2 separate regions of the Cricetulus griseus genome follow, and region 2 is linked to region 1. A link is a contact called in public Hi-C data. All regions are on one chromosome and are shown on one strand. The core of a region is the stretch at or near the end of the contact, and the rest is flanking DNA. Distances in the headings are between cores, read along the strand shown. Region 1 holds the start of Il6 (interleukin-6). Region 2 has its middle 170 kb from the start of Il6.

Region 1 (4,792 bases), core at 1,526-4,025:
TAGTTGCTCAGACCCTCCCTTTTCTAAGGCTGTCTGCAGAAGCAGTGCTGCAGCCCTGAATTGCCTGGTGGGTGTGTTCCCTCAGCCCTTCCCTACACTGCATGAGAGACAGGGAAGTACTCACCTCTTGTTTGAAGATCTGACTTAGGGTTTTGGTGGTGCTCTGAATGACTCTTGCTTTGTCTTTCTTGTTATCTTGTACATTGTTGGTCACAAACTCCAAGTAGATCTGGTAGTCCAGAAGACCAGAGGTGATTTTCAGTAGGCAAATTTCCTATGAGTAGAGTAGGAGGGGAAATTAGTTCTCTCTAGGAGACAGACTCAATCTGAGAATAAGATTCCTGCTGTTCCGCATCTTCTCCTTTGCCCCTCTAGAGAATTAGACACCAGGCAGCATCAGCTGACATCCCTTAAATATCTGGACAACTACAGACTACCCAGTCTAAAAAACTTCATAGTTTTCCCAAAGACCAAGAGTGTGGCAGTGGGGGTCCTCTTCTGAACCCCTTGCCTCTGCCTCCAGTACCCTTCCTGTACTCTTGCTCTTGTCTGGGCTAGCCCGGGACCTGCTTTTAAGGAATAACGAGAATCCATGCAGGTTATCTCACTGGCTGGAGGGAGAGGGGTGTGGAGGGTGTTCTCAGTAAGGACAGTGGGCTTGGATCCTTCCAGGGGCAGCCAGAGAAGAGAATGGTCTCTGAACCACTGTACTTGAGATGAACTAGCTAAGCTTGCTATGATTTCTAACACCTAACAGATGTGAGAATCCTAACATAGTGGGACTTCACCTGTTCTGTGAGAACCTGCTTCTTAAAAAGCTGTAAGTTTCTTTCCTCATAATATTCCTTGTATCCATTTCCCTATCTTTGTTGCCTGACTGGAACTAAACACATGCAGGAGAACTTTGGCTGAAGAATTGTGACAAATGCCTACCCAATTGTATCCAGTTTGGTAGCAGCCATCATTTCTTTGTATCACCGGAAGTTCCAGATTGTTTTCTAACAATGCATCATCATAGTTCATACAATCAGGATTGTTATTACACAACTGCAAAAGAGTACCAGAAAGCTCATTTAAGCACTCCTAAAACCAACACCACTAGAGGGCCAGTTCATGCTCCCCACAGCCAGCAGATACTAAGAAAAAGGAAGCTACACCTTCTTGGCACCCAACCAAGCAATCTAATAGAAAGACATCCAAGGCTCCCTCCCTCCCAGGCTCTCCTGTGGCTTCAGGCTTGTTACTCTCCCGAGTCTGTTGCCTATCTCCAGGTAAAGAATTATTAAAGTCCCCCTTTATACATTTGTTTCAAGAATTCAATGATGTAAGTTGCCTGGCACATAGTAGGAATTTAGTAAATGACAAGAAATTTTGATGATAATTGGGGCAAATAAATTTAAGTCGAAGAATATTCCATCTGGAAGCGCCTTGCCATCATCTGTAACTCCATAATTTTGCAGATAAGAGTCCCAAATAGTAAGGAGTTCCCCCGAGATTACAAAGTTGGTTCTACACACCCAGACCTAGAATCTGGGCTCTTGTGGTTTTTTTTTCTTTCTGTCAAGCTGAGTCAAAATACTTTGCATTTAAAGATGGGAGATACTTTAATCTAGGTAGGTCTTGTTGGTTTTGGTTTTTTGAGACAAGGTTTCTCAATATAGTCCTTGCTGTCCTGGAACTAGATATGTAGATCAGGCTAGCCTCTAAGTCACAGAGATCTTCCTTCCTCTGTCTCCTGAATTCTGGGGTTAGAGGCGTGGGCCGCCATGCCCAGTCTAATCTAGTTTTTATGTTAGCACTTTGTTGGGCTCTGTATCTGCATCTTATCTGGGTCGGCCCTAGAGAGTACTGATTACACCGTTTACATTCAACCAAAAAGTGCTACAACTGCCCCAAGCAACTGAAGATTCATTCAGCTGAAGTGGCACTTTTCCAGTCCTCCCAGAGTTCAAGGGACAAATAAAGGCAGAGACCTTACTCTTTGGTAAGGAAAAAGGACTCCCTACCCAAGAAGCAACCGCTGAATGTGGAGCTGAGAATGGCCCACTGTGAATTTTCTAGAAATTCAGCCACATTCTGTATTTTCCAGACTGTGAATGAACCCTCTGAGACCAGCAAAAGATAAAGATAGAGAGCACAGTGTAGTCTGATCTTTAGCCTCAAATCCTAAGTGCCCTAGAACCCAGCAGAGAGTTCCCAGCTCAGGAGCAAAGAGAATGAATGAACGCCCACTCTGGGCCTTCATGCCTTTCTCAGCCTACCCACCTCTTTTCTCAATTCGAAGATTTCCCTGAGCACATGTGTAACCAAACCTCCGACTTGTTGTGAAGTAGTATATACTGGTCTGTTGGGAGTGGTGTCTTCTGTGAAGTCTCCTCTCCGAACTTGTGAGGTAGGGAGGGCAGTGGCCACCGCCAGCATGAGTCCCAAGAAGGCAAGTGGATGGAAGTCTCCTGTGTGGAGGGAAGGAAAAGCGGCAAGTGAGCAGAGAGCACAGCTGGGCGCCTGCTGCTGGCTGCTGGCCAGCCCACAGCCTTCGCTCGCTCTCGGCCACACAGTGCTCTCTCACACAGCCTCAACAGCTCCACCAGAGGGCGAGGAATTGCCTTCACTTACTTGCGGAGAGGAACTTCATAGCTGTTCCTGGAGGGCAGATGAAGTTGTCTTTCGTTCCTGGTGGGCTCGAGAGCAGAATGAGCTACAGACATCCCCAGTCTCATATTTATTGGGAGTCGACTCTCTAATTTTGAGACTCATGGGAAAATCCCACATTTGATAAAAATCTTTGTTGGAGGGTGGGGGTGGGGCCAGAGTGGGTGGGGCTGATTGGAAACCTTATTAAGATTGCACAATGTGACGTCGTTTAGCATCGAAAGAATCACGACTGGGGTGGGGGGGGGGCAAAAGTGTGCTTAAGTCATCCTTGAGGCTAGCCCTAAGAAGCATGATCACTCTTTACTTTCTTCTTCTTCTTTTTTTTTTTTTAAGTGACTCAGCACTTTAGCATGTCTTGAAGAAAAAAGAAAAGCTGAAATGCACAGGAGAAAAAGAAGAATCTAAAACTGACGTGATTTACACACACACACACACACACACACACACACACACACACACTACTAAGAAAGAGGTTAGCATTTAGTATCCGACTTTTTTATGCTTGTAAGAACCTCAGATGTTCTGACCTGAGTTTCTTTAGACCATACAAAGCCCCCCCAAGCCACAACCAGGGCTTACACAGGCAGTAATAACGTCTGTGGCATGGTGCTTGTGCTTCCTGGATCTCGTCAGGACCTGCTGCTTCCAAATGGTTTGTTCACCTACAGATTTTGTGCACTTGTTTCTTAGGGGTCCCACGGGGAGCGTGGGTAAAGAACAGAAATATCTTCGAGTGCCATCAAGCTCTGCTGCTTTCCTCTCAAGCCCAGTGTCCCCTGCTTTCTCCCTAGTGACCTCCTGGGTATCTTCCTGGTTAGACTGTTAGTCTTTGTGTAACAGAGCTGCCTTTATCTGCTAGTGCTTACCCCACTGCTCCCAGAACACCCCAAAACATGTTACACTGTAATCCTACTGTCCCAGGTCATCCTGAGGAGGTTTGCAGGTCTGTACAGTCCTCAAGTTGTTGAAGCCTCCTTGATTCAGGATGCATGAAGGATAAAGATGTCAAAGAAGGGCCTCTGGCATCTTACCTTGCTTGGGTTTGAAGCTCCCTTTTACTGGATGATTTGACTTAAATCTGAAGGGGCATGGCTCTCTCTAAGTGACCCTTCCAATGCCCACGTCTTCTAGGCTGGGTCAAGCTTGAACAGAACTCCTTCTTCCCTTTGGTTGATTTCTTCTACTGAAGGGTCCCTGGTCTTTTACCCAACCATCTCCAGATACCTAGACGGCATTCAGAATGACTCCAGAAAGTAGGTTCTGTATACAAGAACCCAAAATTATTTACAAAACACACTTTTAGTATCGAAGTCAGCTTCTTTGCAAAGATTGCTTGAAGATTCTTAGAGCAGTGGCCTTTGCTAGGACAGTTAAAAGATTCGTGGGTTTATTCTCCCATTTGTGTTCGTAAAATGTTAGGTCTGCCTGTTGAGAGAAGTGAGGTCATCGTTCTCTCACTGATTGAGGCACTTGTCCTAGAAGGAATGGGGTTTTTAGTCTGAAAATGAAAATGGAGGAAGGAGGCAGGATGGTTTCACTTTCCATGTTCTTGGGACTTAAAAAGACAATTGAACCAGCCCTGAGTTGAGTCTGCACTGAAGGAAGCCACTTCCCCAGCTCTCTGTCATGCCGGCTCCCTGCACACAAGCTGTCTCAGGCCTCTGTAGCATGGAGTTTCTTTTCTCCACTTAGCAATTTTTTTTTAAATGAGTCAATAAATTTTAGATTGTTATACTTACTACAACACTCAGGTTTCTCTTTTTAATAAAAGGGTACTTTCTAAATAGGGGGCATGCATCCATGACTTTTAAAAAAAAGTTCAAACAAGACAACAGGGGATGTAAGGGTCCCACAGGCAGTGCCTAATCCCTAGTAGTTTTAGTGGGACTCTTGTCAGCCTAGTCTAGAAGAGGTTTGTTTTGTTTTGTTTTTTCAGCTCATATATTTATACAAAAATGTCTCATGCACATTTATGTATAAAATGCATACTTATACATGCATACACATGCAGATACACATTGTATGTTAATGGTTTAGATGCTGTCTTTATAGCTTTTCATGGAGGTGCACATGGAGCCCACAGGCTTTTGAGTAACAGTTTGTGTCTGAAGCCCAACTCTGCCATTTGCTAGCTGTT
Region 2 (4,970 bases), core at 667-3,166, 170 kb after region 1:
AAAAGAAGTTTAAAGGGCTGGAGAGATGGTTCAGCCATTAAGAACACTGACTGCTCTTCAGGAGGTCCTGAGTTCAATTCCCAGCAACCACATGGTGGCTCCCAACAATCTCTAGTGAGATCTGGTGCCCTCTTCTGGCAGAAAGTCAGACATGCAAATAGAGCACTCAAATACATTAAATAAATCTTTTTTAAAATGTTTAAAGTTCAGTGTTTTGTTAGGAGTAATTTAAAAAATGCTGTGAATGTTAAGATGTCAACAACTACCCACAAAATGGCAATATCAGAACATTATGAATTATTGCTGAAGCTCCAACTTGTTTGAATTTCCTCTCCCTAGTATTATATTCCCTGCCACCACATTTAGTTGTTATTTTGGTTAAATGCTCTGTTTCATTTGTTAAAATGCCATTTCAGGGTCAACAACAGGTTAACTGAGTGCACTTCTTAAAATTGAGACTTATAGAAAACAAGACTGACCAAATCCCTGAGTTCAATTCCCAGCAACCACAAGGTGGCTCACAACCATCTGTAATGAGATCTGGTGCCCTCTTCTGGCCTGCAGGCAGACATGCAGGCAGAACACTACACATAATAGATAAATAAATCTTAAAATAAAAAAAAAGACTGACCAAATCCCTGATACTTTCCTACCCTCTTCTCCTACAACTCCTGTTCCAAATGATATTTTAAAGCTGATTCTTAAAGGGCAAATCATCCAGTGTGTGTGCACACACGAAGGTACATATGGCAACTTTAGCCACTCCTGCCCTGACATAGATTTTTCACTCATTTACTATGATGGAGACCAGAGGGTGGATCCTGGATGGTTGCTGGGGCAAGAGCAGGACAGTCATGCTTTGCTCTGGTCCCTTTTCATGTATAGGATGCAATAGGGAAATGTGGGGATTTTCCCCAATGTAGAATCCTCCCCCTTGTACATTTTTGGTTTTCCAGTTCCAATTATTAAGTTTGAGAACTTTTTTGTATAGTGTGTGTGTGTGTGTGTGTGTGTGTGTGTGTGTGTGTGTGTGTTGCTTGGGGGACATGCCTGTGCTTGTGGACATGCACCTGTTCAGGGAATATAGAGGCCTTCGTGCTTCCCCATTGCTCTTTACATGATGAGGCTAGGTCTCTCACTGAAACCAGACCTTATGCTCTGGACTAAACTAGTTAAACAGCTTACTCCAGGGATCCATGCCCCTCCTGCTGTGGTTACAGGGGGTGGGGTGCTGTTACACCCCTTCAGCTCTGTGCAGCTTCTGGTGATTTGAACTCCAGTCCTCACGCTTGCCTGGAAAGCACTTTACTAGTTTGGGGACTCTGAAGCTGACTTTTTAAAGTTTACACAAGGTGAGCCAACACAGTTGCTTGGCTGGTACTGTTCTAACTGCTCAGCAGGTAATGCAGGGCAGTTTCCAGTTTTCACATGGAAAGGCAAGAGTTCAGTTTTTATTGTCTCCATCTTTCTCAATCACTGTCTTTTATAAAGATTATCAGTCAGTCATAATAGTGTGTGTGTGTGTGTGTGTGTGTGTGTGTGTGTGTGTGTGTTAAGGGGTCAATCAATTAAAAATGTGTGATAGTTATATTAATTGTAATGAGGTTTTGTTTTTTTTTTTTTAATGACTACAGCACAGACCTCACAGAAGGTCAGGCATGATAAATTGCTGAGTGCTTTCTGAATTAAGCCAACTAAAGCAAAAGCTTGAAATTGCATTGGGCAAGCACAAAGACGGAGGCTGTCTGTGATGAGCTGCTCAATTCATCATATTCAACATCTCTTCCTGTCTCGGCTGTCTTTATAGATTGAGAAAGTGTTGGGGAGAAAGGGGCAGAGAAAGGAAGCTGCTAGAAAGTGCTCAGTGTTTACCCCCAAATCTCCTAGGAGAAACGACTTGTCTAATCTTGCTTGCATAGTTTTAGAGAAATACCTCAAACATGACAAATGCAGCTCTGGTCACAGAAACAGGAACTTCTTCAGACTGCCCTGGGGTCACAGCAAGAGGGAAGAGAAGCTTCAGTTAAAGCCTGAGCACAGAGAGAGGGGAGGAGGAGGCATGCAGGTACTTTGTGTCACAAAGCCAAGCACACAGCTCCATGACAAACTCTCACACACATACATGAAGTACTTGCCAGCCATACTTGGCATGTGGCTTTAGATTGAATGAGCGCTTTCCAGGAGCCCTGAATACTGCAGTTTGCAGGAACTGGCTTACTCCTTGATAGGTCCTACCTTAGCCCCTGCGCTGGAGCACTGAGACCCACAAAAAGATTTTAGAAATTGCCCAAGCATAGTCAGGTGTAGTGGTGCTCACATTTAATCCCAGCACTCAGGAGGCAGAGGCAGGCAGATCTCTGTGAGTTCAAGACCAGCCTGATCTACAGAGTGAGTTCTAGGACACCCAGGGCTGTCTCAAAAGACAAAAATGAATACATAGATAGATAGATAGATAGATAGATAGATATTGCACAAGTGCTCACGCACGCACGCATGCACGTGCACACACACACACACACACACACACACACACACACACACACACACACACAAGCATTTTAAATACCACCACAGCTCTCAGGGATATCTAGGGGAGGGTTTTCCCTTTTTAAAATTTTCTTCCAAAATCTTTTCTGAGAAATAAAAGCAGAAATTGTCCAGTGTGCCATCAAACTCACTTCCTCCACCATGTTGCATGCTGAGTACTTTCTGAATGGAAATGACAATGCAGGCCTCTGCTAAAGAGGCCTGTCTACTCATTCATCTCTCCACCCATTTGCCTGCCTAGCACACTTTGCCTAAGTGGATTACTACCAGGCTTATACGATCCATAGCCCATGGGCGCCATGTACCACAGGTTAGCTAAGAAGGTGGCTCAACACAAAATTCATAACCTTAAAACATTACAAGTGGTTTTTTGTTTTGTTTTTGTTTTGTGTTTTCTTGTTGGGGGGTTGTTTGTTTGTTTGTTTTGGGTTTTTCGAGACAGGGTTTCTCTGAGTAGTCCTGGCTGTACTGGAACTCACTCTGTTGACAAGGCTGGCCTTGAACTCACAGAGATCCACCTGCCTCTGCCTCCCAAGTGCTGGATTAAAGGGGCACTCCACAACCACCCCGCAGTTTTTTTACTTTTTTAAATAACTCAATTGTGTTGTTTCCAAATGTGAACTTTGTAGATGACGACAGCATATTGCAATGTCAAAAGGCTGAACACACTTGTACGCCCCATTGCTATGTGAGACACAGAGCCAAATAAGATAATATGTTTAAAATTGGCAGTGAAAATAAAGTGCTAATAATGATGTCTGCTATTTCCTGGGCACTTTCCTCTGCCTTTCACTATCCCATGTACCAGCTGTCAACTTCACACAGTCATGTGGTCTTCATGCTCTAGCCACAATCTTCACTGGCTAGAGAAAGAAGCCCAGGGACAGAGGTAGCAATAAACTCATAATGGGCCAGGTGGGGGTGGCGCCGCCTTTAATCCCAACACTTAGGAGGCAGAGGCAGGTGGATCTCTGAGTTCCAGGCCAGCCTGGTCTACAAAGTGAGTTCCAAGATAGTCAGGACTGTTACATAGAAAAACCCTGTCTTGGAAAACCATTAAAACAAAACAAACAAACAAACAAACAAAAAACCCCTTGTGATGGGTCCAAGATTCAAACTCAAGCAGTTTGAAAACCAGACATCAGTGTGAGAAACAAAAACAAGAAAACTTGCTCAGAATGTAGTGACATGAGTGAGAACCGAGGCAAGTCACAGCCCTGAGTCAAGGGAGACAGTGGACATGTGTGCCAGTGCCTGGGGCTCACGGGGCTGTCTTATCTTGTCAGTGGGTGTGTGGCTTTTGGCTTATACAGGTTGTCAGGGTAGGCCTGGAGTGGTGAACTGGGCACTTGAAAGGCAGACTCGAAATCTTTGCACCTCCATGGCAGAGATGGCTTTAGTGTGTCTGGGAAGTGTCAGCAGGGTGGTAGCAGTGTAATTCCAGTAGGAATCCTGGGATGGTTATGTCTCTTATTAGGATTTAAATTCAACTTATTAGGATTTAAATTCAAAGAGGTGGGTAGTGCTTATTATTTTATTTTAATAAACAAATACCGGATAAGTGCCCACTCCACTCCCTGCCTAGAAACCTCCCTAGACATTTGAGATACTCTATGAATAGAACAGAAAAACTATTCTTGTTATCAGAGAGGTTGTGTTCTTGAGAGTGAGACAAGCAATAAAATGAGCAGACTAAATGAGAACACCACAGATTAAGTTGACCTTAATCCCAGCACTATCGAGGTGGAGGCAGGAGAAATTTGAGTGCAAGGCCAGCCTGAACAACATACAAGATCCTGTGTCAAGAACACCAACAAAAAATAAGCTAGAAGACAGTAAGCACTATGAAAAAGACATCAGGCAGTAGCTGAAGATGGTCCTGAAGGAAGTAGGACTAACCAGAGCTGAAGTCCTAAGGCAGGAGATGCCCGGTGTGATACTCAGGAGGCAAGGCTGGAGGAAATGCCTGACGTGGTACTTGGAATGCTGTGAGGACTTTGCAATGCAGAGGACAGTGGTAATGGAGGGACGGAGAAACGAGCTGACGTGACTATTTCAAAGTCCACAAATGGGCAGATGGCGAGTAGGTTGGGTATTGAAGGAGAGGTACTGAGCATTAGGGCAGTTCATTAGTCTAAGGGCATCACCTAAGGATGGAGATGCTATTAACTGTAACCAGTTTAGATCTAGCTGAGCCCTCAGTCTAAAGAAGCCTGGGGTCAGGGAGGCAGCAAGAGAACCTGGAGCAGCTTCCGCAGAGAAAAAAAAACAATGGAGACGTGTGTTCGTGAAGAGGATCCTGGTCCCCTGGTCATCCACAGGGATGGGGACACCCAAGTGAGAGCCAGGGCAACCTTTCTCAGGAGTCAGCAGACAGGGGGTTAGACAGACAGTTTTGGGGTGAGAAACAGCTGCTGCTTTCT

Evidence for each region. A called contact is a pair of places that touch in the nucleus more often than the background predicts.
Region 2: a contact with region 1 is called in a Hi-C map of fibroblasts, with 3 times the contacts expected there. The contact joins the enhancer-like site here to the promoter of Il6 in region 1. A contact is called at or near these places in 3 of 8 Hi-C or Micro-C datasets (the CHL-YN cell line, the CHO-K1 cell line and fibroblasts).

Annotation. Positions count from the first base shown.
Region 1 is chr8:92,713,556-92,718,347 of CriGri-PICRH-1.0, forward strand. It overlaps Il6 (interleukin-6), which reads right to left and starts at 2,776. Exons shown (of 5, transcript XM_027429568.2): 1 at 2,617-2,776; 2 at 2,266-2,453; 3 at 934-1,047; 4 at 125-274. The coding sequence starts at 2,635.
Region 2 is chr8:92,879,460-92,884,429 of CriGri-PICRH-1.0, forward strand. No RefSeq gene overlaps it. Among named protein-coding and RNA genes, the nearest start is that of Il6, 170 kb to the left of the region's middle. Within about 2 kb of position 1,917, at least 2 of the 6 cell types and tissues checked have open chromatin away from gene starts, as enhancers often do. A contact at or near this core is called in fibroblasts, where this site is marked.